3 separate regions of the Sus scrofa genome follow, and all the other regions are linked to region 1. Evidence: chromatin contacts called from public HiChIP or PLAC-seq data. All regions are on one chromosome and are shown on one strand. Each heading gives the region's core, a stretch centred on a gene start, on an enhancer-like site or on the middle of the called end of the contact. The rest is flanking DNA. Distances are from core to core; before and after follow the strand shown. Region 1 overlaps LOC100511509 (a long non-coding RNA gene). Region 2 holds the start of AMN1 (protein AMN1 homolog). Region 3 has its middle 30 kb from the start of AMN1.

Evidence for each region. HiChIP or PLAC-seq counts read pairs in DNA pulled down with a chosen protein or histone mark.
Region 2: an H3K27ac HiChIP or PLAC-seq map of alveolar macrophages shows a contact between it and region 1. The contact joins the promoter of AMN1 here to the enhancer-like site in region 1. A contact is called at or near these places in 1 of 5 promoter capture datasets (fetal liver), 5 of 47 Hi-C or Micro-C datasets (alveolar macrophages, blood, embryonic fibroblasts and 2 more) and 1 of 2 datasets of contacts at active chromatin or transcription factors (alveolar macrophages).
Region 3: an H3K27ac HiChIP or PLAC-seq map of alveolar macrophages shows a contact between it and region 1. The contact joins two enhancer-like sites. A contact is called at or near these places in 2 of 5 promoter capture datasets (fetal liver and liver), 4 of 47 Hi-C or Micro-C datasets (embryonic fibroblasts, heart right ventricle, retroperitoneal adipose tissue and 1 more) and 1 of 2 datasets of contacts at active chromatin or transcription factors (alveolar macrophages).

Annotation. Positions count from the first base shown.
Region 1 is chr5:42,311,461-42,316,445 of Sscrofa11.1, reverse strand. LOC100511509 (a long non-coding RNA gene) reads right to left here. Exons shown (of 3, transcript XR_001308761.2): 3 at 2,428-2,772. Among named protein-coding and RNA genes, the nearest start is that of KIAA1551, 14 kb to the right of the region's middle. Within about 2 kb of position 2,600, at least 8 of the 83 cell types and tissues checked have an H3K27ac peak or open chromatin away from gene starts, as enhancers often do. A contact at or near this core is called in alveolar macrophages and retroperitoneal adipose tissue, where this site is marked.
Region 2 is chr5:42,516,364-42,521,348 of Sscrofa11.1, reverse strand. It overlaps AMN1 (protein AMN1 homolog), which reads right to left and starts at 2,783. Exons shown (of 7, transcript XM_021092088.1): 1 at 2,612-2,783.
Region 3 is chr5:42,486,189-42,491,173 of Sscrofa11.1, reverse strand. No RefSeq gene overlaps it. Among named protein-coding and RNA genes, the nearest start is that of AMN1, 30 kb to the left of the region's middle. Within about 2 kb of position 2,828, at least 26 of the 83 cell types and tissues checked have an H3K27ac peak or open chromatin away from gene starts, as enhancers often do. A contact at or near this core is called in alveolar macrophages and retroperitoneal adipose tissue, where this site is marked.

The DNA of each region.
Region 1 (4,985 bases), core at 1,351-3,850:
ACTGTGGTGTAGGCCAGTGGCTACAGCTCGGATTGGACCCCTAGTCTTGGAACCTCCATATGTTGAGGATGAGGCCCTAAAAAAAAAAGCAAGAGGGGAAAAACATCACGTTGAAGAAAAATTAATCAATCGTTGATCTACTGGAGAAACAGAATTTTATTTGAGCCAACCTGAAGATCATAACCCAAGAGACAGAGAGTCTTTCAGGAAACTCTGCACACTGTTCCACTTGTTAGAACCCAAAGGCACATTTATATACATTTCAGACACAAAGGACTGCCCATCGAAATGACACACTGACATTTTACATAAAGTTCACCAAAGATACATAGCCTAGATCTACAGGTACCAAGAGAGCAAGAGGTCACCATGACTCCCCACCGCACTAGGAAAAGAAGGTTATCATCTCAGGAGTTTACGTTGCTGCAGTCAGAATAAGGAAAAAGAAGTTGATCTTTATGCCTAAGCACACTTTCCCATCTTTGCGGTCTAGTTAATTATAATGCAGGTGCCCATTGCACGTTAGAAGGGTCCAATATGAGCAAGGAATATGTTACATTTTCTTATCCTGCCTGAAAACATAAGTTTTATTCCATCAACCAGCATATCAGTGATTATTATCTGTAAGTAATGGCTTAATGATAATATTTTATTTTATCTTTCAGAATTTTTCTCATCATCTAATGAGCATTTATTATTTTCATGACAAGGAAAACAAAACAGCATGTCTCAGCATGCTCTGACTCTTTTTTTTAAGATGTGCAATGCAATAGGTTGGCCTCCTGTGGCTTTTCCAAAGAAGTAGTAATTGGTGATCCTCCACATACTGAGCAATTTTACCTCACATAATGAATATCTGATAGTTGGGTTTTTTAAACGAGGGGGGAAAAAAAAAGAGGAGTTCCCGTCATGGCTCGATAGTTAATGAATTCGACTAGGAACCGTGAGGTTGAGGGTTCAATCCCTGGCCTTGCTCAGTGGGTTAAGGGTCTGGCGTTGCCTTAAGTTGTGGTGTAGGTCGCAGACGCAGCTTGGATCCTGCGTTGCTGTGGCTGTGGCGTAGGCCGGTAGCTACAGCTCCAATTAGACCCCTAGCCTGAGAACCTCCATATGCTCAGGGAGCGGCCCTAGAAAAGACAAAAAATAAAAATAAAAAGTGAAGGAGGGCAAGTTCACACTTTAATCTGTGATTGAATTACATAGATAGTAGGTCTTCTGTAAATTTTTTTGTTTTTGTTTTGCTTTGTTTTGTTTTTATCTTTTTGCCTTTTCTAGGTCCGCTTCCCGCGACAGATGGAGGTTCCCAGGCTAGGGGTCTAATCGGAGCTGTAGCCACCAGCCTACACCAGAGCCACAGCAACGGCGGGATCCAAGCTGCATCTGCGACCTACACCACAGCTCAAGGCTATGCCAGATCCTTAACCCACTGAGCAAGGCCAGGGATCGAACCAGCAACCTCATGGCTCCCAGTCGGATTCTTGTTAACCACTGTGCCATGACGGGAACTCCTTTAAGTTTTGACTAGGGGAAAAAAAAAATCCTGTAGTTCTCTTGTGGTAGAGCGGGTTAAGGATACTGCATTGTCACTGCAGTGTCCCAGGTCACTGCTGTGGTGAAGGTTTGATCCACATGCCTTGGGTGTGGTCAAATAAAAGAAAAAAAAAAAAAAAAAAAGGAAGAGAAAAAACATTTCTGTACTGTGTTAAACAAATTCTTCAGATGGTTTATTTGGGAAAAAATCCATTTTAACTTAGAAAGGAAAAACTTTACCTTAGATTTATTGCCTGGAAATGTACTAATTAAACTAACAAAAAACAGATTAACAGGAGAAGGCACATTTTTTAAATGTGCAGAGGGGTTCACAGAAAAGAAGTGAAACTCAATGAGGCAGAGCTTATATGCCCTTTCAACCAAAAAAGGGGGGTTGAGCTTCAAGGGAAAAAAAAAATTGTAGGGAAGTGAAACTAATAGAAAATAAGGGCTATTTTAGCAAGATTTTGTTTATGCAAATTCGTCTTTTTAGGGCGGTACCCATGGCACATGGAAGTTTCCAGGCTAGGGGTTGAATCAGAGATGCAGCTGTTGGCCTATGCCACAACCACAGCAACGCAGGATCCAAGCTACACTACAGCTCCCGGCAACACCAGATCCTTAACCAACTGAGCAGGGCCAGGGATCAAACCCATGTCCTCGTGGATACTAGTCAGGTTCATTACTGCTGAGCCACAATGAGAACTCCTGCAAATTCATCTTGGTGTAGGCTCCCTGTCTTTGATGAGAACCACTCTTCTCTCCCAGTTGGGGTGAGGGTGGAGGTGATTCTTAATGCTTTCAGTTCAAAATAATCCTTATGCCAACATGGCATATTGGGGTGGCATATCCTGATCCCTTTCAAATGACTGTCCTACAAAATAACACAACCAGTTATTTTACCAGCAGAATAGGTTTATTCAGCGATAGCAGAAAGATTGCAATTAGAGACAAGCAAGCTATAGCAAAAACCATAGGCAAGACCAATTAGCAAAGGAGAGGAAAGTTACTATAAAGAGAAGAGGAAGTTGGGAGGGGTGGTTTTGAACAAAAGTGGAACAAAAGTCAGGGTGGCCCAGCTTTTCCCATTGGCTGAGCTTGTTGCTGGGCAAGAAGAAATCTTCCTGTTGAGGTCTGTAATTGATGCTTCCTGTTGGAGTCTGTAACTGAAGACAAGTGGTCATGCTTGAGGGCTCCCCATTCTGGTCTCTTAACTCCATTTTAAATGAAGTTTCCTTTATTCTGTTTCACAAAAGAGAAATGAATAAAGTTGGAGTTCCCTAGTAGGGCAGTGGATTAAGGATCTGTTGTTGTTACTGCTGTGGCTTGGATTCGATTCCTGGGCTGGGAACTTCTGAATACCGTGGGCACAGCCAAAAAAGAAAGAGAGAGTATAGTAAAAATACCTATGGCGTTAAAAAAAAAAAAACAAAAAAAGCAACATTCTGTACACAGAATTCATTGTTGTGCAGAGTTTATGCTCTTTGGGGAGGCAGGATGACAGCAGTTATGAACAGAAACTCTCATATTCTAGCAGTGTGCTCTGGGGCAAATTTATTAATCTTTTTGAGCTCAATTTCTTCACCTTTAAAATAGCGTTATAAAGATCAAAAGAGATAAGGCACACTTAGCAAGATGTCTGGCACATGGCAAATGATGAATGCTGCAAGTAAAATTTTATGTTCCTCTTTAGAAGATATTTATTTCATAGCAGTACTGACTCCTTATATCAGGCAGAGTTTTGATGATAGAAGCAGAAATACCATGAATAATTTATTAAAGAATTTATTATAGGTGTTAGACCTTAGACAGTTATGGTAGCTGGTTGAGAAGTCAATGCAAGGCTATTACCTCTGTATTGTATAGGGCTTGAAGTCATCCAGGCTGCTAATCAGGGAAGCTGGGTGCAAAGTAGGGAAAAGCAAGAACTAGAATCCATAAGGAAGGGGAGTTCCCAATGTGGCTCAGTGGTTAACAAATCCGACTAGGAACCATGAGGTTTCAGGTTCCATCCCTGGCCTTGCTCAGTGGGTTAAGGATCTGACGTTGCCATGAGCTGTGGTATGGGTTGCAGATTTGGCTCAGATCCCACGTTGCTGTGGCTGTGGTGGAGGCCAGGGGCTACAGCTCCAATTCGACCCCTAGCCTGGGAACCTCCATATGCCGCGGGAGCGGCCCAAAAAATAGCAAAAAGAAAAAAAATTAATTAAAAAAAATTAGAATCCATAAGAATAAACTTGAAACCACAAGGCTAAACCATGCTGTGGAGTGAACTGCAGGAGAAGTTGGTACCCTTTGCCATGGAATTACCCAAGCATTTGGCCCAGGACTAGGAAAAGCTGAAGGAGGAGATATGGGGTGTGCTTGAGGAGCTATGGATTGGGTGCTACTGTACCCCCACAAGGCATGTTAGCAGACGGATGACAATATGTACTCACTAAGACAATGCCTGACACACTATATACTGACTTTCAATCTAAAAAACCAAGAGCTTCTTTGCTTAGGCCTTCCCAAACATGCCTGTAATTCTCCTGTGGCCAACCGTAACTTAAGAATCATGCCAGGAAAGAAGTTCTGAGAAAGGTAGTTTGAACTTCAGTTAACACATTCCAAAGACATCATACTACTTGTATCATTTATGATCCTGTCAACTTTATTATTTATTTATTTATTTATTTTTGCTTTTTTAGGGCTGCACCCTTAGCATACGGAGGTTTCCAGGCTAGGGGTCTAATTGGAGCTACAGCTGCAGGCCTACACCACAACTACAACCTACATCACAGCTAGCAGCAATGGCAGATCCTCAACCCACTAACTGAGGCCAGGGATCGAACCCGAAACCTCATGGTTCCTAGTTGGATTTGTTTCCACTGTGCCACGATAGGAACTCCTGATCCTGCCTACTTTAGTCTGAAAATGAAAACTTAGAGGAAAAGACCCACCACAGCATTTAGCATTCTAACCTTTTTTTTTTTTTTTTTTTTTTTGGTCTTTTTAGGGCCGCCCCTGCAGCATATGGAGGTTCCCAAGCTAGGGGTTGAATTGGAGCTATAGCACTGGCCTATGACACAGCCACAGCAATATGGGATCCAACCCTCATCTTCAACCTACACCAGAGCTCACGGCAACCCCGATGTTTAACCCACTGAGGGAGGCTAGGGATGGGATGCACATCCTCAGGGATGCTAGTCAGGTTCACTTCCACTGAGCCACTACAGAAACTCTTGTCCTGATTTTCTGTATGGAAATAGAAAGAAAGGTTTAGGATAAATTAGGGAGTCCAAGGATAGCAGATCTATTTAGGGCAAGGATTCAGGTGTGTCAGCTAGTTAAGATCATACAAAGGGGCAGCCAGTACAGAAAGTCAGGAATCCAATGTCTACAATATCCCATGAGTCAAGAACTCTTCTAAGTTATGCTTCAGTAATTAGCCAGGTAAAGTTATGAAGTGCTTC
Region 2 (4,985 bases), core at 1,534-4,033, 200 kb before region 1:
GAGAGACTTCATCCTCTACAAAAATCTCTACATTTACAGCAAAAATCTGTAAATTCTTCAGCCAGAGTTACATCAGACAATTGCATATTTTAAACACACTAACCACCCAAGATGGAAGTGCATGTACTGGTAAAAAAATGCTGTTTCTATATTAATGCATCAAAAAGACCTTTTTTTTTTTTTTTTGCCATTTCTTGGGCCGCTCCCACAGCACATGGAGGTTCCCAGGCTAGGGGTCGAATCGGAGCTGTAGCTACTGGCCTACACCAGAGCCACAGCAACGCAGGATCTGAGCCGCGTCTGCAACCTACACCACAGCTCACAGCAATGCTGGATCGTTAATCCACTGAGCAAGGGCAGGGATCGAACCCTCAACCTCATGGTCTCTAGTCGGATTCGTTAACCACTGCGCCACGACGGGAACTCCCTCAAAAAGATCTTAAAGATAGATGCCAATCTTTAATCAAATAGGCAATGCTTCTTTGTTTGATTATGTACTTAGCTATATCATGGCTCCTGGGATTTCTGCTCTGGGGAATTTTTCAATCCTTGGCTATTATTCTCAGAGTCATCACATTGTTACCAATAGTGGGGTTCAGCTGCTTGCCACTATAAAGCCAATAAAAAGGCAAGATTAGTGGAAAGGAAAGTTTGCTTTATTTCAGATGCCAGCAACCAATGGGGGGAGGATGGACTCCTGTCCAAAGGCTGACTCCTCCCACTGACAACCAGCTCTTATAAGTGGAGAGATGGGGCTCTACGCAGAAACAGCATAGTCAGCTCTGACAGTCATTTTGAAATTGGTCATGTGGTGGTCTGACCAGCATCATCTTGATTATCTTTAGTACAGTTAATCTTCAGTTCCAGATCAGTTTGTTCCCATTTCCTTGAGGCCTGCCTGCTCTTGGAACTGTGTCAGCTTATGGCATGGCTATATTCTGGTCACCAGGTATTTAACTTCTTCCACCTGATAGAGGTTTCATTACTATAAGACAGCTCACAGGATATGACAGAATATTATCTATAGCCCCTGAGAAGGTCCTTGACTTTGCTTAATGACAAAACTATTATTACGTGGCCTCATTTGACTGTTTCCCTTCGCTCACTTCTCTGATTAAACTTATTCTTTGACTAAAGTTTTTCCACAGAAAAACTAAGTCCTGCTCCATTTCAATATTAACCTCCCTAGTAACCTCTTAAAGAGGTTGTTTTTTTTTTGGCCTCATCTGTGGCATATGGAAGTTCCCAGACCAGGGGCAAGTCACAGCTGCAGCTATGGCACCAGTCGCAGCAACAGCAGATCCAAACCATATCTGCAACCTACACCACAGCTTGTGGCAATGCCAGATCCAGGCATCGAACCAGCATCCTCATAGAGACGACGTTGGGTCCTTAACCTGCTGAACTATAATAGAAACTCCCTCTCAAGAGTTTTAAATGTCTTTAAATTGAGCAGCCACTCACATAGCAAATGAAATCCATCAGGATAAGACAGCTAAAAGAACTCAGTGATCCCACTGCCACTGCCTAGGGTGATTACGAAACTATCAGTAACAGCAGTTACCTGACCGTTCACCTCCATGACTACATCAAATGAGGTAGTGAGAGTAACACTATATTGGTTTACAGTATCAGCTTGCTAAGACAATGACCAGAAGTCGGGGATTTATTAAATAAAATAAAATGGAGACCAGGCTTGAAAATTCCCCAAACTGACCAAGCCAGTTAGGCCATGTAATCAAAACTGAACCTAGATTATTTCATGAACGTAAGTGAAATTTAGGTTATTTCTTATAAATGCCTCTGATAATCAACTTAAATAGTCTTCTTAAAATATCTGCATAAAATAAGCACTTTTAACCAATCCCCTGCCATCTGTAAACTCCCACTGCAATGACCATTGCAAAGGTTAAACAACCTTAACGTGCTCACCTCATAAATCACTGGGTAACTACATGTCTCTGTGCTTCTGGTTTCTCCGCCAATAAAATATATCAAGGAAAGCTCTCTTAATTTTAATACTAGGCAGCCTTCTAAACTTTTAATATGTTAAATTTAATCCTCACTACAATGTCATGAGATAGGTATACTAATATTGTAGGTCAAGAACTTGGGCACAGAGAGATGAAATTACTTTCCATGGTTACACAGCTGGTGAACAGCAGAGCCAGGAACTGAACCCAGCAAGCGCAATCGAGAATTTGAGCGCTACAAAAAGGGAATCAATATTTATCCCCATTATAGTAACTGGGTGGAACTTTGCTGAAGGCTTCTGAGTACCCCATCTAATGTTTTGTTTTATCAAGGCTTTCAGCTCCCATCAGACAGGCCACTGCCAGGAACTCCCTGAGTGTGGAGCTGTCAAAGCTGAGTTCGGACACCTATAAAGGACAGACAGGCAAGCTCGCTAGGCAACCCTTTTGGCCTGACCTTCCTCAGTGAGGAGAGCACAAGTCTGGGATCCAGGAGTGGAAACACCTGCGGGGCCTTCTCAGCGGTCAGAGGCGGGAAGGGGGCGGGGAAGGAGAGCCGCGCGGGGCGGCGGGTGGTGCCGCGGCGGGGCGAAGGGAGGCGGGCCGGGGCCAACTCACAGGTCCAGGAGCTGACTGACCCGCTCCGGGGAGGGCATCGTAGCGGCCCTCGGGAACCTCTTCCACGGTTCCGGGGCCGCCGAAATCCAGCCAGAGACAGTCTGTCAACTCCCGCCCCCCGCGTGATGCGTGGCGGCCCCGCCTCTTCCGGTAGCGCGGCGCGGGCGCGCTCGCGCTGCAGGGGCAAAGCCGAGCCCCGCCCAAGGGGCGGAGCCTTGCGCGCGGCGCCCAAGGGGCGGAGCCTTGCGCGCGGCGCCCAAGGGGCGGAGCCTTGCGCGCGGCGCCCAAGGGGCGGAGCCTTGCGCGCGGCGCCCAAGGGGCGGAGCCTTGCGCGCGGCGCCCAAGGGGCGGAGCCTTGCGCGCGGCGCCCAAGGGGCGGAGCCTTGCGCGCGGCGCCCAAGGGGCGGAGCCTTGCGCGCGGCGCCCAAGGGGCGGAGCCTTGCGCGCGGCGCCCAAGGGGCGGAGCCTTGCGCGCGGCGCCCAAGGGGCGGAGCCTTGCGCGCGGCGCCCAAGGGGCGGAGCCTTGCGCGCGGCGCCCAAGGGGCGGAGCCTTGCGCGCGGCGCCCAAGGGGCGGAGCCTTGCGCGCGGCGCCCAAGGGGCGGAGCCTTGCGCGCGGCGCCCAAGGGGCGGAGCCTTGCGCGCGGCGCCCAAGGGGCGGAGCCTTGCGCGCGGCGCCCAAGGGGCGGAGCCTTGCGCGCGGCGCCCAAGGGGCGGAGCCTTGCGCGCGGCGCCCAAGGGGCGGAGCCTTGCGCGCGGCGCCCAAGGGGCGGAGCCTTGCGCGCGGCGCCCAAGGGGCGGAGCCTTGCGCGCGGCGCCCAAGGGGCGGAGCCTTGCGCGCGGCGCCCTAGCGGAGGCCGTATAAAATCGAGGGGAACCTAACCCTTCGGTAAGCGCTGTGGCGGTTATTGTTCTGTTGACGGTGTCCCCAACTCTGGTGGGTTCCAGAGTGGGCCAGGAGGGCGCGCAGCCTAGCCCAGTATCCTCCGAGCCGCGCGAGGTCACTGCTTTTACGTCCGATGCTGGGCCGTGCCTTTGGCGGGGTATGTCGGTGACCGCTGGGATACAGACTCCGTGACCGTCAGAGAGGTTTAGAGGATCTGAGAGTGACTGCCATTTACCTAGCACTTTCTCTAAAGCGCATACTGAGCTACGTGTTTTCCATAATTAACCACATTCATTTAATCCTGTAAAGTCGGAATTTTTTAGCATTTTTTTTACAGATGAGTGGCACTACATATGTACAAAATGCTCAGTAAGAATTTCATCCTGGCGGGGGTAGAAGAAGAGTTTGTGTTCCAATCAGAAAGGACTCCAAAGAAGGAGCCCTCTGGAAGTTCTCAGGTGGTCCAGTGATTAGGATTGGTTGTTCTCATGCTGTTACCTGGGTTCAATTCCTGGTTGGGGAATTGAGATGCTGCTTCAAGCCTGCCTAGTACGGCCAAGGCGGGGTGAGGAAGAGGCCCTCTTTCCCAGGTGGAGTTCTCTCTCCTTGGTTGAGCTGCAGAGTACTTGCTGCTTTTTGGTGCTTTTTCGTCTCTCTTCCCTTTGTAAACTTTTGATTGAAAGTTGCAACCCAATCTTTCTCATCTCTTCAGGATGCTGCTCATTCAGTCAGCACACACCAGGGTAGGGTGTGTGCTGAAAAAGGGTAGGGGTTATGCTCAGTGCTGAGGGTTCAATGGTGAACACTTGAACCAGACAAGTAAAAGAACAATCAGAATAACTAAAATGTGCTAAAATGGAGTTACTTCTCTGGGGAACACTCACATGAGGGTGGGGGAGGAGGTTACAGAAAAGGTACAGAAAAGAAAGGTAGTCTGTTAGGGACTGTAGATTATTCACAATGGGTACAGTGGGAGTGGTGATGTTACTGGAGTCTGCCCAGTGCACAGTGAGGTCAAATAATACTGAAGTCTGAGTTTGGAGTGGAGGAAAGTTTATTGCAGGGCAGTGAGAGGAGACAGGAGGCTCAAGCCCAAGAGAAACTTGAACTCCCCAAAGGCTTTCAGCAAAGCCTTTTAAAGGCAAGGTGAGGGGTGTGGTTATTTGTTGCAAACTTCTTGGGATTAGATCCTTTGTTCTAGCTGCTGTCAGATAGGTCAGGTCACAATGTTCCTGTAAACTGCCAACAAAACAAATGTTATTCTCTATTGTGCAACTTTTTATCTCCATGCAAATGGACTCTTAAAGGTCAGAGCCTTGGGAATAGACTGTCCTGTATATTTCGGGCTATAGGCAACATCCTTCTACAAAAGATGCACAGCCAGCATGACTAAGCACAGACAACAAAGCACAAAGTTTACAGTAAAAAGGAACAGCTCTAATATGGAGTCAGATTTTTTTTTTTTTTTTTTGTCTTTTTGCTATTTTTGGGGCTGCTCCCATATGGAGGT
Region 3 (4,985 bases), core at 1,579-4,078, 170 kb before region 1:
ACAGGCGAGGCCTTAAAAAGAAAAAAAAAAAAAAAAAAAAAAAAAATTCAGTCTCCTTTTATACAAGAAAGGGGAGAGTGGTTAGTTTTTGCAAACTTCTTGGCGCAGAAATTCTTTGTTCTTGTAGCTGTCAGGTCTCTGTCACAGTGTTACTGTAAACCTCCAAAAATATAAATGTTATTCTCTGTTCTGCGTCTAAAAATGTAATACTCTTAAAAGTCTTAACATTAAGAATTGGCTATCCTGTATATTTCAGGCCATAAGCAGCATCCTTTTGCAGGAGGTGCAGAACCAAGATAATTAAGCACAAATGACAAAGGTTAAAATAAAGTTAAAGGAAAAGGAACAGATCTAATATGAAGTCAGATTTGTTCTTCCCTATTACACGACTTTGAATAAAATATCTGTGGTTTTGGCTTCTTTCTGAATTTAGCAAAAAAAAATTATTATATTTGGTACAGCTGATTTTTACAAAATTTTAAGAACAATTGTTTAAGCAATGAATAATTTCATGTGTTATTATAGACTACAGTCCTTTGTTGCAAACTGAAATGAATTCCCTGGTGGCCTAATGGTTAACAATTCAGTGTTGTCATTGCTGTGGCTTGGATTTGATCCCAGGCCTGGGAACTTCCATGTGCTGTGAGTGCAAGGAAAAAAAAAATTAAAAAAAGAGAAAGAAATAGAAATGAAAGTATTAACTTCATACCAAAACAACAAAATTTCTTAGAAGATGATACAGTGAGAAAAAAATAGCTGGATTGCCTTTTTTTTTTTTTTTTTTAGGGCCACACCCATGTCATATGGAGGTTCCCAGGCTAGGGGTCAAATCGGAGCTAAAACTGGCAGCCTACACCACAGCCATAGCAACTCCAGATCCGAGCTCTGTCTGTGACCTACACCACAGCTCACAGCAACACTGGGTCCTTAACTGCCAGGAGCCGTTTGTGAAGGTCTGCCTGCTGACAAAGTCCAGGAGACTAAGGACCCCAGACTGCACAGTGTGTCTGGGAAAGCGACGGTCCTGCTGCTTCTTCTCTGCCTGCTTATGCTATTGATAAAAACTGCGGGAGCTGGGGGAATTGCTGTCAAAATTTCCCAGGAAAAAGACCCCAGGGAGGGTACACGTTGGGGCCTAGTACTTACCTACAAATTCCTGCTGTCCCCTTGTTCTATGATCATCATCCATTTCTGAGTACCCCCCACACCTGTTTTTCTAAAAAAGTCCCTAATAGAATGCTTACAGACCTGGAGTACAATTTGTATGACTCATGGAAGTTTAATAATAGGCCAGGGCATACGCCATTCAATTTACAAAGAGAATCTCATTTTCCTTGCCAGGGAATGGTCGATAATTACAAATTGTTACTGGGCATTGAGACGAGGAAAGTTGGTCCGGTTTGTACCTAGCAACTGGAAACAAGTTAGGGAAATAGGGGGCTGCCTCGGAAGGCCAACCAATTGTGAACTGATATGTCAGGCCTATTGGCCCAACCCTAAGGAGTGTCAATGCTATGGTTTCTAGTTCTATAAGAATCAAAATAACCTTTATAAATATAGCTTACCTTTGCTAATGGAAAGTAGTTAAGACCTAACAAAGAGATTCTATAGTAAGGTAGTTGATAAGTTTGCACTTTTCTGCTCCATGATAACTAGGTCATAGTCATGAATACATCTGATTTTAAATAGTCAAGAGGGAAGTACAAGAAACAGGAACATTGTGTATGTCCCCCTAATACGTAAAATCATGGGGAAATATTCGACGGATTGGAAAGTTAAAAAATGTCAAAGGATGTATGATGCATGATATAAGGAAACAAAAATTGTATATAAGCTAAGCCTGTGTCCTGCATAAATGCCAGGCCTGTGTCTACTCCTTCGCCAACGCTGCCCATCCTTCGGGAAACCCTGGTGCAGCTGGAGCAGGACTCCGGCACTTAATCCACTGAGTGAGGCCACAGATGGAACCTGTATCCTCATGGATACTAGTCAGATTCATTTCTACTGAGCTAAGACGAGAACTTCCAAGAATTGACAATTTTTAGATATCCATTCTCATATTTGTTTATAATTTTTTCACTTGTTTTTTATGAAATTATCACATTTGCTTTTTATCTAAAATGGAGGGTCTGTTCAGTTTTTGCATTCTGAACTTTATATTATTATATTATTTTTATATAATTATATTATTATTTTCATCATTATGCTTTTACTTTGGTAAAGCACTTGCAAAGCCTTTGATAACATTTTTTTAAACACTGAAGATATAAGGCCACATAAATAGTAACCTCATTGTTGCAGAAACCGTGCAAGTGGAAAAAGACAAGCGATGCTTGGAGATGCGGAATAGCCAGGTTTATTCAGCACAGTGTGGGCTCAGAGGAATCTCCTCCAGAGTCTGAGCCCCAGGTCTTTGTTCTGGGTAACTTTTCTGTTTTTTTTTTTTTTTTTTTTGTCTTTTTAGGGGCAGACTCGCACATGGCGGTTCCCAGGCTAGGGGTCTAATCGGAGCTGTAGCTGCCAGCCTATGCCAGAGCAACAGCAACGCCAGATCTGAGCTGCATCTGACACCTACACCACAGCTCACGGCAATGCTGGATTCTTAACCCACTGAGCAAGGCCAAGGATCGAACCCGAAACCTCATGGTTCCTAGTCAGATTCGTTTCCTTTGCGCCACCATGGGAACTCCAGTTCTGGGTAACTTTTATACAATACAGACTTCTGGGTCTTAAGGTTTTCCTGGCCAAGCAGCCCCGGCCCTCCCCCTTCCCTGAGCAGAGTTCCTGCCTAAGAAGCTGATAAGCAATGCCTGGAGCACAATAGCAGGGCTGTTAGCAAGGACATAAGGCTTGTAGTTGCTACATGATTACAGGAAGGGTGGTATGTGGCAAGCAAGTCTGCTCACGTAGCTGCCCTTTCAGCTGGGGGTTGTTTCTCTAGTTCTTACTTCATCATAAAAAATTAAAGTGTTGTGAAAATATTTTAAACTAAAATGAGTTGCACCTGGGTAACTGAATGTTAGTGGAAACAAGCTGCCAAACACTGTTTTTAAAGTGTGTCTTATATCTTCAAAAATGAAATTATCACAAAGGATGTAGAGGCACTTAAGGTTTGAAGACAGCAGGAGTTCCCTTTGTGGCTCAGTGGTTAACGAACCCAACTAGGATGCCTGAGGATGTGGGTTTGATCCCAGGCCTCACTCAGTGGGTTAGGGATCCGGCGTTGCCATGAGCTGTGGTGTAGGTTGCAGACTTGGCTTGGATCCTGAGCTGCTGTTGCTGTGGTGAGGGCTCTGATTGGACCCCTTGCCTGGGAACTCTATATGCCACAGGTGTGGCTCTAAAAATCAAAATAAATAAATAAATAAATAAATAAAAAGATTTGAAGACAGTAGTATAAAGTTCACATTTTTCCTTTTTGAGGAAGTACCAATCAAAAGTAACAAGTAGAATGAGAAGAAGAAATTATGAGGCAAATCCCTAAATTACAAATAAGTAGAAGGCTGAGGATGAGGATATTAAGAGTACAGATTTTAGAAAGATGTTGTTAGATTTAGGGTTTGGGATTGGGTCAAGGTTAGACCCAATATACTGCTTTAAGGTTAAGGACTTGACTTAAATCTCTTGTTTGAGGCTAAATCTTTTATTTCAAAGGCAGGAATGAGATTCTCAGGTGTGTTGAAGGAGCTTCTCTAGACTCCCTAGGGTTCTAAGAAACAGAGAAAATGTAGCAACATATGTATCATGTGGACAAGTTGTATTTGCAGAAAACAGTCTGAACCTGTGAAAGTGAGGGAGAAACCTTGCATTGTAAACAATGCTGTAATGGCCTATCTCTATTGGCTGGGGAGATGTTGGGGTCAAATAAACTCATACAGAAAGTTCTGGATCTGAAGCCAAATTCCTGATGGCTTGGAAAACAGTAGAGAGCTGGAGTAGCAGGAAGCTGCCTGGATGGGCAGGAAGCCAGAAACTGCACTGTGGGCTTAAGGAAGTCTTCCTATTGTTGTGAGCACCAAGCCTTGGAATGGCATCTGTATGGACAAACTGAACCTGGAGCTAAGCCACAACCCCAAAAGGACCAAAGTGGGCTTGGTTACTGATAAAAAGAGAAACAAACCTTGTTTGGAGGAGAGCTCTCCAAGTTTGGTTCAGAGCACTCCCGCAGAGTCTGATCAGCAATGAACTCACAAACTGGATTACCAAACACACAAGAAGTCAATAACCTTGAGTAACAATTAGCAGAAACAAGAAACAAAGATTTAAATTTCCCAAGGATTTCAAATATTGGAGTTATAATTACACACATGTAACATAAAACACAGATGTGAGAAGTGGTTGGGGGTTTTTTTTTGGTTGCCCCCATGGCATGTGGAAGTTCCTGGGCCAGGAATCTAACCTAGGCCACAGCAGGGACCCAAGCTGCTACAGTGACAACACTGGATCCTTAATCCACTGTGCCACAGCAGGAACTCCTGTGAGAAGTGTTTTAAATAAAGCATACAGTTTAAAAAGTGAATATTCGGAGTTCCTGTCATGGCTCAGCAGTAAGTAATGAACCGACTAGTATCTCTGAGGACTTGGGTTCGATCCCTGGCCTCACTCAGTGGGTTAAGGATCCGGTGTTGCTGTGAGCTGTGGTGTATTTCGCAGATGCCTAGGATCCCAAGTTGCTGTGGCTGTGGCTTAGGCTGGCACACATGGCTTCAATTTGACCCCTAGCCTGGGAACTTCCATATGTCTTGGGTGCAGCCCTAAAAATAAATAAATAATAAAAAGTTGAACATTCAACTAGAAACACTCAGGAATGAACAGATATAGTTTGCAAAAAATCCAAAAGAAATCAGAAATAGAAAAACATTATTGTTGGCAGCAAAAAACCTCAGTGGAGAGATTAACTAGATTGGATAACTCAAGTGTGAATTTGTGAACCAAAAGATATACCTGAAATACTGACCCAGAATGCAGTAAAGAGAAACAACCAA